5 separate regions of the Mus musculus genome follow, and regions 1, 2, 3 and 5 are each linked to region 4. Evidence: chromatin contacts called from public promoter capture Hi-C data. All regions are on one chromosome and are shown on one strand. The core of a region is the stretch at or near the end of the contact, and the rest is flanking DNA. Distances in the headings are between cores, read along the strand shown.

What was found. Promoter capture Hi-C pulls out the DNA fragments that hold promoters and counts their contacts. Capture Hi-C pulls out chosen DNA fragments and counts their contacts.
Region 1: a contact with region 4 is called in a promoter capture Hi-C map of cranial neural crest. The contact joins the promoter of Egln2 here to the promoter of Eid2b in region 4. A contact is called at or near these places in 2 of 39 promoter capture datasets (cranial neural crest and pre-B cells).
Region 2: a contact with region 4 is called in a promoter capture Hi-C map of liver, with 5 times the contacts expected there. The contact joins the promoter of Cox7a1 here to the promoter of Eid2b in region 4. A contact is called at or near these places in 2 of 39 promoter capture datasets (liver and neutrophils) and 1 of 9 other capture datasets (liver).
Region 3: a promoter capture Hi-C map of liver shows a contact between it and region 4, with 3 times the contacts expected there. The contact joins the promoter of Numbl here to the promoter of Eid2b in region 4. A contact is called at or near these places in 2 of 39 promoter capture datasets (both in liver).
Region 5: a promoter capture Hi-C map of adipose tissue shows a contact between it and region 4, with 2.8 times the contacts expected there. The contact joins the promoter of Zfp568 here to the promoter of Eid2b in region 4. A contact is called at or near these places in 2 of 39 promoter capture datasets (maxillary cranial neural crest and pre-B cells), 1 of 115 datasets of contacts at active chromatin or transcription factors (astrocytes) and 1 of 9 other capture datasets (adipose tissue).

What each region holds. Positions count from the first base shown.
Region 1 is chr7:27,165,465-27,168,164 of GRCm38.p6, reverse strand. Egln2 (egl-9 family hypoxia-inducible factor 2) reads left to right here and starts at 1,363. Exons shown (of 6, transcript NM_053208.4): 1 at 1,363-1,481; 2 at 2,437-2,700. The coding sequence starts at 2,667.
Region 2 is chr7:30,182,916-30,185,615 of GRCm38.p6, reverse strand. Cox7a1 (cytochrome c oxidase subunit 7A1) reads right to left here and starts at 1,445. Exons shown (of 4, transcript NM_009944.3): 1 at 1,371-1,445; 2 at 445-531; 3 at 257-341. The coding sequence starts at 1,385.
Region 3 is chr7:27,257,499-27,260,198 of GRCm38.p6, reverse strand. It overlaps Numbl (numb-like), which reads right to left and starts at 1,438. Exons shown (of 10, transcript NM_010950.2): 1 at 1,238-1,438. The coding sequence starts at 1,261. Coq8b (coenzyme Q8B) reads right to left here. Exons shown (of 15, transcript NM_133770.2): 15 at 2,250-2,700. The coding sequence ends at 2,674.
Region 4 is chr7:28,276,293-28,278,992 of GRCm38.p6, reverse strand. It overlaps Eid2b (EP300 interacting inhibitor of differentiation 2B), which reads right to left and starts at 1,287. Exons shown (of 1, transcript NM_001177427.1): 1 at 1-1,287. The coding sequence starts at 1,212. The coding sequence ends at 757.
Region 5 is chr7:29,982,587-29,985,286 of GRCm38.p6, reverse strand. It overlaps Zfp568 (zinc finger protein 568), which reads right to left and starts at 1,332. Exons shown (of 10, transcript NM_001167872.1): 1 at 1,059-1,332; 2 at 1-27. Gm31735 (a long non-coding RNA gene) reads left to right here and starts at 1,766. Exons shown (of 2, transcript XR_001778074.2): 1 at 1,766-1,854.

The sequences.
Region 1 (2,700 bases), core at 114-2,613, 1.1 Mb after region 4:
TCTCCCTGCCTCAGCCTCCCATGAGCTGGGATTACAATGTACCCATCCCAGGTTGTGTACATGCTTCATGGTAGTGGCAGTACACGATCCATCAAAGGTGGTGTGTGCAGCGATGACATCCCTGTGTGTGACATGTATGGGGCAGTATGACACTGTGGCATGTGAGTAGTCTCTGGCCTGGTGACTGTGTTGGTGAGGCTGCTGTTGTGTGCAACATCAAGACCGAGGACTTGGGAATCTAAGGGGGGGTCTTGAGTCTGTGCCTGGTTTGACTTAGTGTACACCACCTCATGTCTGCAAACTAGGACGGTGGCTCACTGTGTTCCTAAAAACACGTGCTCCTGAGGTTTGTGTGTGCACTGATGGAGATTTGTTTCTTTGTGTGTGTCTGTGTGCCTGCGAACACGAACATTCTTCGCCATGTGCCACTGTGGTTCTTGTGCAACCCGGACTCCTGGTCATACTTAATGTACCCTGATGTCTTTATAGCCATAGCCTTCTGGAGACAGGTGCAGCCCCCCTCAGGACAGCTTCAGCTGCTCTCACAAAATGTCAGCAAGTATCCAAGCCCACTTATTGCCCATTTGTTAGGCCCTGGAGTTGGTGGAAAGGGTCGGGCATTCAAATAACCCTATCCACACAGCCCTCCCCGGAATGGTGGTATAAATATTAAGAGTAGCTTAGTGGTAGAGCGCTTGCATCGCACATGTGAAGCTCTGGATTCAGTCTCCAGCACTACAGAAACAAAAAATCCGCTTGGGCTACAGAGGAGCTGGGTTTTGCAAATGTCTTCTTTGTGAGTCTGTCCCAGGTTGCTTTAATCTGACTCCCACAGTTGCCCTGAGGGAGCAGCGAGGAGCGGGTCATGCAAATAGTACACATTTGCTCATTTGTTCTACCCGGTTTCGCTTCTCTAAGGACGTCCCGTACTCACCGTTATTTTTTTTTAAGTGCTTATGTAAATTACTGACGTAGGAATTTACATACACTTTCCAACTAACTGCGCAGTCATTTCTCAATATACTCTTGGGCTGTGTGCAGGAGCGGCCCATGTAAATGAGACATTTGCATAGCAAATGCCAAGAACCCAGCTGACAAGTTCACTGACACTTTTGGCTCCGAGGGGTGGGCCTTTCTGTGTGAAACTGCTCTTTTGTACCCCTCTCCAAGGGGCCGTCTTGAGAACTCACAGAACGCCTTTTACTGAACCTGCGTGTCTGCTTTCGCGTGGAAGGGGAGGAGCACATAATGCAAATAAGCCTCGCGTCCCGGACCAGCTCACTTCTTGGGCAGTGCGTTCTAAGCCTCCTGTCAACGTGCGGTTCGCGCACGCGCAGTCTCCTCGGCCGGGCCGCTGTCACGTGCCCAGCGGGCGAGGCGGGGGCGGGGCGTCGCGGGCGGTGGGGGGCGGGGTATGGCGCGCTGCGAAGCGCAGGGCGGCTGGCACAAACGGCGGCGCCGAGGCCGGAGGAAAAAGCTCGGTGAGGAGGTCGCGCGAAGGGAAAGACCCGGGGAGGAGAAGGAGTCTGAGGCCCGGTGGCCGGGCGCGGGCGACGGGGCTGGAGGCGGGAGCGCGCGCGGGCGGCAGCGACCCCACGCTAGGGCGTTGGGGGTGGGGAAGGAAGCGCGCGCCCGGCGCGGTGGGGCGGACCATTGGGGGCCACGGGAGCGCGCAATAACCACCAAGGGGAGGGGCCGGGCCGAGGCGGCCCCGCCTCAGTCACCCGGGGCGTCCCGCGGCCCCTGGGTCCTGGCGGAGGGGGTTGGGAGGAAGGCAGTCGGGTCGGACTCTGCTCTCGGGCTCCCTTCCGTCAGTCCGTCCGTCTGGCAGGACCTCCCTTCCGGCTGGGTGTGTGTCGGGCCCCAGTAGGCTTCCTCCCGTAGGGCACAGGTCGACCCCACCGGCCCTCCCGCTCCCCTGCCGTCTTGTTTTTCTCCCTGTTCTCTTTGTCCCTGGACTCCCGGTTTTCCCCGCCTGCCCTGGCTCGTAATCTTCCACCCAGGCGATTAGGTTCCCGCGAATGTTGCGCGGTGGCATTGCCCGTTGGTTCCCCACAACCCTGACTTTACCCTAGATTCCACACTCCCGTTTTCTGTGTCTCCTCCCTCCTCATCTCTCTGAGTCTCTATAGAAACCTCAGGCAGGTACCTTGTATTTTCCACTTGCATCGTCGCTTTTCGTCCACAGATATCTGTCTCCCTATCACCTTCCTCTCTGGGCCGTCATGCAACGTTCTCTGCACTTTCTCTCTATTACTCTTTATGCCAGACATTCCCTCTCAAATTCCCAAGTTATATGCCCCATGTTGTCTCCCTGTGTGCGTGTGTGTTTGTTGTGGCCCAGTCTGTCATCTACTTCCTGCTGGTACCATCCCCACCCCTTCCCACCTGCTCGTCTCTTGACTTCTTTTAAGTTCTTCCTTTTCTCTTTTCCAGCCACCCCCATCAGTCCCTTCTCAAGCTCCTAGAGACAACTGTGGACTTGGGGACCAGCGAGCACCCCCAGAGCACTAGAGGAGCCCCTGCTGCCTGCCCTGCCTCACCCTGCCCCACACGAGGCCCAGCGGCCCCGGGCTGCATCAAGTGGAGGAGGAGGAGGCGGAGGAGGGTGGCACCATGGGCCCGGGCCGTGCCCTCCATGCCCGGGGGATGAAGACACTGCTGCCATGGACAGCCCGTGCCAGCCGCAGGCCCTGAATC
Region 2 (2,700 bases), core at 196-2,695, 1.9 Mb before region 4:
GACCTTCTGAAGCACCAACCGACCCAGACCCTGGCTATTATTATTATTATTTGTTTGTTTTGTTTTGTTTTCGAGAAAGGGTTTCTCTATGTAGCCCTGGCTATCTTGGAACTCACTCTGCAGACCAGGCTAGCCTCAGACTCAGAAATCCGCCTGCCTCTGCCTCCCAAGTGCTGGGATTAAAGGCATGCGCCACCACTGCCCGAGGACCCTGGCTATTCTTATGACCAGAGCAAGCCAGTGGTCCTGCACTTACCCCCCAGAGTCAGCGTCATGGTCAGTCTGTACAGGACGTTGTCCATTCCCCCGCCTTTCAAGTGTACTGGGAGGTCATTGTCGGCCTGAGTTGGAGGGGTGAGAACAGGGTTGCTGGCTCCTGCACAGACCTCCACCTGCCCAGCGACCCCCACCCCTCATTAGGTCCAGAGACTCTGTCCCGCCTACCTGGAAGAGCTTCTGCTTCTCTGCCACACGGTTTTCTAAGTGGCTTCTGGTAGATGAGCTAAAAGACCGGACCAGAGCCTGGGAGACCTGGAGGGATAGGAGATGGGTCTGTAGGGAGCACCTGGAGATCTGCCCTCATGTGGATCCCGCAGGAAGGGAGCGCTTTGCGATGTGGGGACTACATTTCTGATGAAGAACTAGGTAAGATATCTTAAGGCAAGATAGTTACTAGTGAGAGCGGGGGTGGGGTGGGGGTTGGGGGTGGGGACATCTGTCAAGACATTGGTGGAAGCCTATTATCCCAGCATTCAAGAGGAAAGCAGGAGTTGGGGCCAGCCTGGGCTACTTAGTAAGCATTTAGAAAATGAGAGGAGGTGTCACATAAGTTGTTACAATTGGGAGGTGGAGGTCGGAGGTCAAGGACATTCAGCTGCATAGCAAGTTAGAGACCAGCCTGGGCTATGGGAGACCCTGTGTCAAAACAAACATACAAACAAACAAACAAACAAACAAAGGAGTGGGGATGGGGAATCGGTGTCTAGAAGCTACAGCTTGGAACTCTCTGCAGGCTGTGAGAGACTCCAGTGCTGAGAATGTGAAATGGGCGCTATGGGGTTTGAAGGAGAGGGCTAGATTAATACCAGAAAATCAGGTTCCAGGGATGGCAAGACTGGCTTGGAAGTTCCATGAGAGTTGGTTTTAGGGCCCCCTGGGATGTTAAGGGGGACTCGGGTAAACGGAGGCTTAAACCCAGGGTTCTGGACCATGTTAAGGATAGTGCTGTCTGGAAGCTCAGGCTGCCAGGGAGGAAGTCCCAGTCTGAAGGGTGCACCTGTTCTAAGACTCCGGATCCTGGCATGTTTAGGTTAGGCATCTGGGTTGTGGGGTTCCCCTCCACCCCGACACAGCCCGTGCTGGGGCCTCACCCGTAGGGCCCTCATTTTGCGTCCTCAGCAGCTCCGAGTCACCTCCCCTCTTCGCCCAAGGACGTGCAGCACTTTACCCTAAGGGAATCCCAAGCCACGCCCACTGACTCCCAGACTGGTGGGGCGTGACCAAATTAGATTTGTCCAATAGGGTCAGAGAGAAAGTGTTCCAACTTGTCAGTCATCGTTTCCGCATTTGGGTTGACCCCAATGACAGTGGCTCAGGGACTTGCCACTCCCTGGCTGTTATCTAGGGTTACCCTGCTGATAATCTGGGAGCCAGTGAGGGCAGAGATAAATGTCTGTCTTCTGAATGAGTGATCACTGCACCTTGGAGCCTTAGTTTCCATATTTGTTTCCTCAGGGCCAAGTCAGGATCTTCCCCAGTGTTCTTGAGGAAACAAGGAGTCACCCCGATACAGATAAAGATATTTACCAGGCCAGAACTGATTTAAGAAATTAAAGAGATAGAGAGAGAGAGAGGGAGGGGGGGAGGGAGGGAGAGAGAGAGAGAGACAGAGAGAGAGACAGAGAGAGAGAGAGAGAGAGAGAGAAAAAGAGAGAGAGAAGGAGGGGGGAGGGGCGGGGGGGGGCTGTGCGGGCGTGATGGCACACGCCTTTAATCCCAGCACTCGGGAGGCAGAGGCAGAGACAGGTGGATTTCTGAGTTCGAGGCCAGCCTGGTCTACAGAGTGAGTTCCAGGACAGCCAGAGCTACACAGAGAAAGAAACCCTGTCTCGAAAAACTAAAAAAAAAAAAAAAAAAAAAAAGAAAAGAAAAAAGAAAAAGAAAAAAGAAAAGCGGGCCGTGGTGACCCAGACCTTTAATTCCTGCACTTCTGAGGCTCACTGTTCTACAATGGTCTACACGGTGAGTTCCAGCCTTGCTACAGGCACTACGTAAAGAGACCCTGTCTCAAAAAAAAAAAAAAAAAAAAAAAAAAAAACAGTTTAAGGACTGACAATGGAGGGCAGGAGAGGTGGCTTGCCGATTAAGAGCACTGACTGCTAGTCCAGAGTACCCTGGTTCAGTTCCTAGCACCTACATGGCTGTTTACCTATGTCTGTAACTGCAGGTCCAGGGGATCCAACATCCTCACAGACACATACATTCGGGCAAAACACCAATGCACATAACAAAATAAAAAAGAATAGACAGTGAACAGATGGAGGAGAGGAGGGTAGGGAGGTAGGGGTCGTGAAGGGGATGGGAGAGATGGAAAGAGCAGAGGGAGAAAGAGTTGTTCCCTTAGAGAAAAATATGGGGCATTTGTATTGTTTTTTTAGCTGAAATTAAGCTTCCTAGATCTTTTCTTTTTTTTTTTTTTTT
Region 3 (2,700 bases), core at 189-2,688, 1.0 Mb after region 4:
CAGTCAGCCACACAGAAGTCCAACCTCAAACCCAACACAGATGTTGACACATACCAAGGTACATACACACAGGGTCTCACAAAAAGACATATGCATATCTATTTAAACACAGTCTAAAAAGTACAGGAGTCTGAACAGTGAACGGCTGCCATCACATCCACGGTCACACACACACACACACACACACACACACCAGACATCACCACATCCAACCACAAGCATGCAGGCAGACAACGCAGGATACCTCATCCTTGCCAGCTGTAATGCAAGCACACACACAGCTACAGTCACACAAACACCAGATCACACTTCTAGCCACATCCCCAACCCTTACACACACACACACACACACACACACACACACAACCACACAAAGCCGCTGGTCACCACAGAGGCTACAGACAGGTTTCCACCCGTCTCTGGGGAGCCGCCCCCAGCCCAGGCTGAATCCTGGAGCCTGGGGGGCAAGGGAAAGCTGAGCATTGTCTCCGGGTGGGGCCTCTCTTAGACGCTGAGCAGCCCTAGGGACAAAAGGGGTGGCCTAGGAGACCAATGTCTTGAGACCCCTGACTAAGCATGGGGTGGAGGTGGGGTAGGGGAATGCCTGAAATTCTCCTTATTTTATTCACGCTGGGGTGGAGTTTCAGACACAGAGACCTTGTTCTGAGAAGGGGATTTGCCTGGGACACCGCCCAAGGGCTTGGGGGGACAGGCTGGATCCAGGACCCCAGGGAGTAGACAGTACTTGGAAACCGCCCCCCCATCCCCCAGAGCCTTAGCCTTGGCAGCTCTATCCAGGGACTTCATCTTCAAGACATCGCCCAGGGGGCTGTTGTGCTCAAAGAAACCCTCTAGCAGGGAAGAGTACTGATTTTGTCTGGAATCGGCTCAGTTAAGGCCTCAGCTTGATAAAGGGGACCGTATCCGGACCCTGAACGCCAAACCTTGCCCAGGGAGTTTTACCTAGAATTTATGTAGCCCTGTCCATGATTTGGGGGGAATCTGTATTCCAGGATCCCTATTTTCAGGGCCTTCGCAGAGATGGCCTGTGCTGGACCAGACCCCAGTCTGGCAGGTTTGGGATTGCCAGGAACCTGTTCCCGGACCCCCACCCAGGACCACCCTTTCCAGCCTTGGCATCTTCTCTCCATCCGGGCGCTGCTGCCGCCTCCCACCCTTCGCCACATCAGCAGCGGCGCCGCCCCCGGCCCGAGCCCCCCGAGCCCGCCCTTCTCACGCTGGCCGCCGCGCTGCGGGACATCCAGGGCCCGGGCGCCCCCGCCTCCCGCGGCCCCGGTTGGGCCCGGCTTCCCGAGTGCTGCTGCTGCTGTGGTGGCGGCGGCTCGGTCTGACGCGGGCCCGGCCCGGGGCCGGCGGCTGGTGCGGGATGCAAGCGCGCGAGCCAGCTCGGCTCCCGGGAGGATTCCGTTCCGGGGGCGGGGGAGCATCCCTCCCTCGGCGCCCCGCCCCGACCCCGCCCATTGGCCCGCCGCCTGCTGTATATGCAAAAGATAACCCCGCCCTCCCGCAGACCACGCCCCCACATAAACACTACCGGGTCTCCTCCCAAGCAAAGGCCGGCCCGCCCCGCCCCTTGGTCTGGCCTTGCGGGAACCTGCACGCATCCCTAGAGGAGTGCCTCTCAGGTTGAGGCGCAGGTTCTATTTGCTTCCATAACCCCTGACCTCAGATCCCCTATGGTTCTGCTTCTGAAGAATTGCTTTGGGAGGCGCCTCGTCCTCAAATCTTGCTTAACCCCACGGTTCTCCCAGCCCGGCGGGGGCGGGCAGAAGCGGTGACGAGGCACTTTTTGCAGGCGAGGGGAGGGGAGAGGAGGGGAAGGAAAAGAAACAGACCCTGGAGTCCTGGAGGGAGATCACTCTGGCTTGCGAGAAGTGGGCATTGGGTTAGACCAGGTCCTAGTTCTGGACTCAGCTGCACCCCTACCCCTGTCCTGTAGGTTTGGCAGAGCAGCTGTTAGGGGCATTAGGGCCCATTAGCAAAGGCGAGGTTGTCAGGAACAGGAGGGAGCCTGAAGCTGGGGGGTGGGGGGGGGGGCGAGTATGTGATAGAAGGGTACTTCTCAGCTGCCACAGCCCTTGGAGCAGGTGGTCAGCACGTGGGGGGGGGGGCGGAGGAGGTTCCCTGCAACAGATGGCCCTAGACAAGGGGGTGGGGTGGGGGGTCTGGCCATCTGCACCTGGAGCTGCCTGTGAGCTCCTCCCCCTTAGCACAGAGAGAAAAGAACTGGGGGCAGGGAAAGGGTGCCTTTATTCGGAGGAAAGGATCAGCACCCACCCCCACCCTCCAATACACAGGCTGGAACCCGGGAAGAAGGCAGCTGGTAGAGGAGCAAGGGAGGCAAAGGTGAGGACCGCCCCCAACAGCCACCATCTCCCCTGCAGATCCTGGAAGACCTGGGGCCGAGGGGCGTCTCCTTCACATGAGAGTGGACCCAAGGCTCACTTAGATGGTGGCAGGATTCTGCTGGCTCCTAGCCTCAGAATTCAAGGTTGCTCACTTAGGATCAGGGAGCTAACTCCAGGGGCCCAAAGATCCAAGGCAAGAAACTAGGTTCTGGAGACCAAGAAAGAGGAGGAGGGGACTGCCTGCTGTGGAGCTGGTATCCCTGGATGGAATCTGTCATGGTGGGGTCGGCAGGGAGGTCCCTAGTCAGGAGGCTGCTGGCAGCGGCAGTGT
Region 4 (2,700 bases), core at 38-2,537:
TGAGTCTTGTGTCTGTATTATTTAAATAATCACTCATCTATTTCCGCATGGTTACAACTACACAAGGTCTGGAAAAATATTCATCTCACAACACATACATGGTTTTCCCTATCTGAATATTTACAACTCGTCTACAGAACATCAAACACAAGAAGTAACGATACATGGATCTTGTCAGCTGACGATGGGACGACCCTCAATTCTGAAATGTCCAAGTGGTTTACAGCTTTCTTCTTACTCAGTAAAACCCGGGAGGAACAGAATCTAGCAAGCACATCCCCTGGTTTCTTCCCGCATCTCCGCTGATTTCTATGGTCTTTTTCATTGATATTTCTTAGACTTCATCTTTGCAAAACCATCGTCCTTCGCAGTGAAGCAACCATGATTTTCAACAAATGCAGGGGAGGGAAAGATTGCTGACAGTCACAAGGTGGAAGTCAGAAGAGTCCTCTTTGCTTGTCAGCCTCAAGCCTCAAGTGCCCTTCTCTCTCCCGGCCTGCTTCATTCCACCCTGCCCACGGCTGGATTCTGGCATGGATTCCCCACCTCATGACATTTGCCCAGACATCTGCCTTTGCCCTTGATTCTAGGAGTCACCTGACTTCCTGGCCACCAATCTTTTATTTTTATTTTTTATTTTTAAAAGACAGTCTCCTGTAGCCCAGGCTGGCCTCCAACTCGCTACATGGCGGAGGATGACCTTGAAGTCCGGTCCTCCGGCCTCCTTCCTCGGAGGTTATAGGTGAAGGCCACCCCTCAGTCGGCGTTGGGGCCGCGGGCGTCGGAGGCCGTGAGCGCCAGCATGAAGGCGCGGGCGTGCGAGTCCATCTGCGGGGGGTTGGCGTCGAAGGCCGCCTCCCTGGCCCTGCAGCCCTCCACGAACAGCCGGCGGCGCTCCTCGATTTCGTGGAGCAGCCTGGTGGGGATCAGGGGGTTGGTGTGCAGATAGTGTTGGAACATCCGCTGCTCGTACAGCTCTAGGAGGAGGAGCGGCGCGTGGACGTGCGGGATCGCCATCAGGCCCGCCACGCCGGGGAACTGCCCGGGAGCCAGGCCCGGGGCCGGCGCCATGGGCTGGGAGGCTGTGGCCAGCGGGTCTTCCTGGGCTTCGGGGACCGGACTGCCTCCGCCCAGTCCCACCTGCAGGACGTCGCCGACGCCGTTCATGGGGCTCAGGTCCGGGATCCTGCTCTCTCCGGGAAGCTCGGACATTGCCACCGTTGAATCCTCAGAAGCACCGGCTCCGGCGGCAGCGTGAAGATGTGCGCATGCGCGGGCCTCGGCGCCCTGGAAAACAAAAGTGCTTGCGCAAGGACGGGTGCCCGGACCTCTATCGCCCTCTAGGGGTGCCATGTGCCATTACCGCCACGGCCGCCTCAAGTTCTGAACCAGCAGGGGCGGCATCACATACTTTAATTTATTATTATTATTATTATTATTATTATTATTATTATTATTATTATTATTATTATTTTATTGCCTTGTTTGAGGCAGCGTCCATGTACATTTGGCTGGCCTGGAACTCATATATACACTCAGATCTGCCTGCTTCTGCCTCCAGAAAACTGGAATTAGCGGTGGTGGCGGCGCACGCCTTTAATACCAGCACTCCGGAGGCAGAAGCAGGTGGATCTCTGGAGCCAGATCCAGGACAGAGAAACCCCGTCTCAACAAACAAACAAACACATATATGGATGTTTTGTTACATATCTGTATATGTAAGCCATATGTGTGTCTGGATCCTAAGAAAATCTGAAGACGGTATCGGTAACTAGAGTTCCAGGGTGTTTGTGAACTGGGCTAGAGATAGCTCAGTGGCTGAGAACTTGCCTAGGGTGTAAGGTCTTGGGTTTGACCCCTATCTGAGAGACAGAGAAGAGAGAGAGGGGAGGGGGAAGGAAAGGTGGGGAGGGAGGAAGCAAGGTAGTTTTGAGCTACCACACAGGTTTTGGGAACTGAACCTGGGTTGTCTGAAAGAAAAAGTGCTTTTAATCTCCGGACTGTTTTTTAGTGTGTCTGTGTAAGTCGGAACCGTGCAGCTGTGGAGGTCAAGGTCAACGTCGTGGCCTTCTCTCCTTCCAACCTTATTGAACTCAAGGTGCTAGTCAGTTGTGCTCTACTCTGGCTTCTGTGTCACATTTAGCTTTGAGTGCGCACACGAGTTCGAGCCACGGCAGGTGTATGGAGATCAGAAGATAACTTTTAGGAGTCAGTTCCATCCTACCATGTGGACCCAAACTCAGGTTGTCAGGTTTGGCAAGTGAATGCCTCTACCTAGTGATCCATCTTGCTGGCATATTTTCTTCATTTTTGCTCGTTACGGTTGGTGTAGCCGTTTCTCTCGGCACTTCCATGCCTCTTTCCCCCACGCAGTGGCAGCACTTCCCTTACTTGAGTGTAATACACTGTTGAATCTCCTAGGGTGGCCACTGCCTGTCGATAATCTCAGAAAACAAGAGGGCTACCCGTGGTGGAGCACAGCTGCAATCCCAGTCTTTGGGAGGTAGAGGCAGGAAGATGAGATTATGTTCGTCCTGGGCTACTTGGCAAGTTCTAGGCCAGCCTGGGCTAATGTGAAAAGTGTGCTAAGAGTCTGAAATGCAGCTGTATCTCCGCCACGTAATCAACTCTGCACCTGCCTTCTCGTGCCTTTGAGGAACCCAGAGGCCACATGTCTCCAACCTGTCAATGCTGTCCCCA
Region 5 (2,700 bases), core at 83-2,582, 1.7 Mb before region 4:
TCAGCTGATATGTTGCTCATGAGAAACCTGAAACATAAAGACAAAGGGTTTGGAATATAAAATTTGTGACAAATGTAATTTGAGAGAGAGAGAGCTAGTGAGCAAGCTAGAGAGCAGAGCTAGAGAGTGCACACAAGAGAGTGCAAACAAGAGCACACTATCATCAAAGAGCACTTGCACTAAACGGTAACACCCAGTATAAAAGTATTTCTAGAGATTTCTTAATGTGGCAAATAGTTATTTTAATAGACTACAAGCTTACCCACACAACTTTTCTTTGGCTAAATATGGACACATTTGAAGCAGAGGTTTTTTAGAGTCTTTGCATGATCTCCCCTGTGCTCCCATAATCCACCGTGAAAAGAAAATATGTTTGGAATCAGTTCTTTTTAACTTGAGCACCAGAAAACAACAAACAGAGAGCAGATCTGAATTTCAACCAAATACAGCCTGGATCAGCTAAATGCAATGAATCTGCTAACAACGTGAACTGAAGGAATCCCAGTTGGTTTGCTATTGAGCTTAGGAATTTTTTTCAGCCATTATTAAACTAACTTCAGGGCTGGGAATGTAGCTCATTGGTACAGTTTTTGCCTGGTGTGATTGAAGCGTTAGATTTAAATTCAACACTACAAAGGTAAAAGAAAGAAAGAAGAGAAAAGAAAAGAAAAGAAAAGAAAAGAAAAGAAAAAGAAAAAAAGAAAAAGGAAAAGGAAAGGAGAGAAAAGAAAAGATTTTTTTAAAAATTAAATAAGCCAAGCAAGCCATTAGGTAATAATAGAAAGAAAAACTGAAAAAAGTTAGAGAAGAAAGTGTTGAAAGGGCGGCAATGAGGAGGGGGAAATCATTAGAAAGTACAGATTTTTTTTCCCCGTAGTTACGAGTTACGCCAAATGCTACACACCTAAGAACTCCGCGGTACAATTGCACACGCCACGCCATCCCCACACTCACCACACCCTTACTCAACCCCTTACCACCAAACATGGCCACGACAGGACACTCGCTCTCGCACAACCACACCCCCTCCAAATCTCCAGAGTAGCACAAACTCTTACCAGGTTTTTGGTTGCAGCTCCGAACAGGCTTGAGTCCCGCCTTCTGGCCCGGAGCTCTCCGCAAAGCTGTGACCCGGGATACTCCGAGCCCCCCGAGAGCCCGCGCCCAGCCCGAAGCCCACGGCCGGCGCAAACCGGACCACCCGTGCCTCTCCCGTGGAGAGGTCCCCGCAGCGCCACCAGCCAAAACCTCCCGAGACGCAACCTCAGAGACGCGGCATGCGGGCCACGCACGGCCAGCCCCTCCACTCGGGCGGCAGCGCGCGCCCGTTATGTCCCAGAGCACAGGTGCTCCCAGAAGGACCCGCGGCCCGACCCAACTTCCGGTCAGAGCTCGGCTGGCGTTTCCTGTGCTAGGGACAGGAGTCATGGCCGAAGGCGCCGAGGTGGCTGAGCCCATTAGCGCGGCGAGACGGTGACGCCGCCGGCGAAGCAGCGCTGGACGTGAGCAGCTGCGGGGACGGTCTTTTCCGGAACAACCAGAGGAGGCGCTGGGGGCGCTAGGTGGCTGTCCCTTTGTGGACTACATTTCCCAGAAAGGCTAGTGGCCTGTCCAGCCTCTCGGCAGGAGCCTTGCGACTGGGCGGACGCAGTGCCCTGGAATAGTTTTTGTGGTTGTTTGTAATACATTCTGATAGCTTTTCTATGAGGACATGAAATGTCTGGTCGTTGTGGAGTTGTGGCTTAAGTGTAAGACTGTGCCTACCTCTATGTGGCATCTTGCATGTAACCATGGGGCTCCTGTCACCCGAGTGGTTGTGACTTCAGAACTCTGCTCCTGGGAACAATCTCTGAGGTGAGGTTTAGATTCGCAAATTGGTCAGGGTGCCAGTTCTCTCCTAATCTCCATTCTCTACGCAGGATGGATAATGGGGACAAGGCTGGTAATGATCTCTGGCCTGGCCAAGAAAGACCTGGAGGGTCACAATTTTTTTATGTCTACTCCCAGTTTTACCCATTGCCAGGTCAGTTACCCAAAAGAGGCAAAGAATGCACTACAAACCACAAAGAGCCGGGCTTTCCTTTGTGCCGAGCCCAGAGTGATCCCAGGTATTGGACGGCCGCCCCCATCTTACTGCATGCCCGCAAGCCTTACTTTCTTTCAAGCTGCAGTAAAACCACCAGGCCTGGGCGAGCTCCCTAAAGGCTGAGATAAGACCTCTGTCTTAGAATAGCCTTGAGCCTGAATGAACATCCTCCTACCTGCCACACCCTGGGCTCCAGAACTAACCCTCAATTTACAAATTCCTTCTTTATTGTTCCCTGAACCTCTGCTCCTGCCTTTATGCTTCAAAAGGAGAAAGGAGACTGCTCTCTCCCTTTGTCAAAGGTCGAAGCTGACTTGTGACCCTAACCAGTTAGAAGTGTTTTCCCGGGGGGGGGGGGGGGGGGGAGGGAACGGGACGGGGGGAGGGTATAAAGTTTACTTGTGGTTTATTTCCGACTTTCTTGGTCCTTTCCTCATTATTTGCACACCCCATGACCCCAACATCTGAATGCCTCTGGAAGTACTTGCTTAATGACGACTTGTCATTTGAAAATAGATCCCTATATTGTCTCCATTGGAGAAAAGAATAGCTATACCTATTATTAAGTCAGAGAGAGGCATAGAGGTAGCCATGTTCCAAGCCTGATTGCAAGC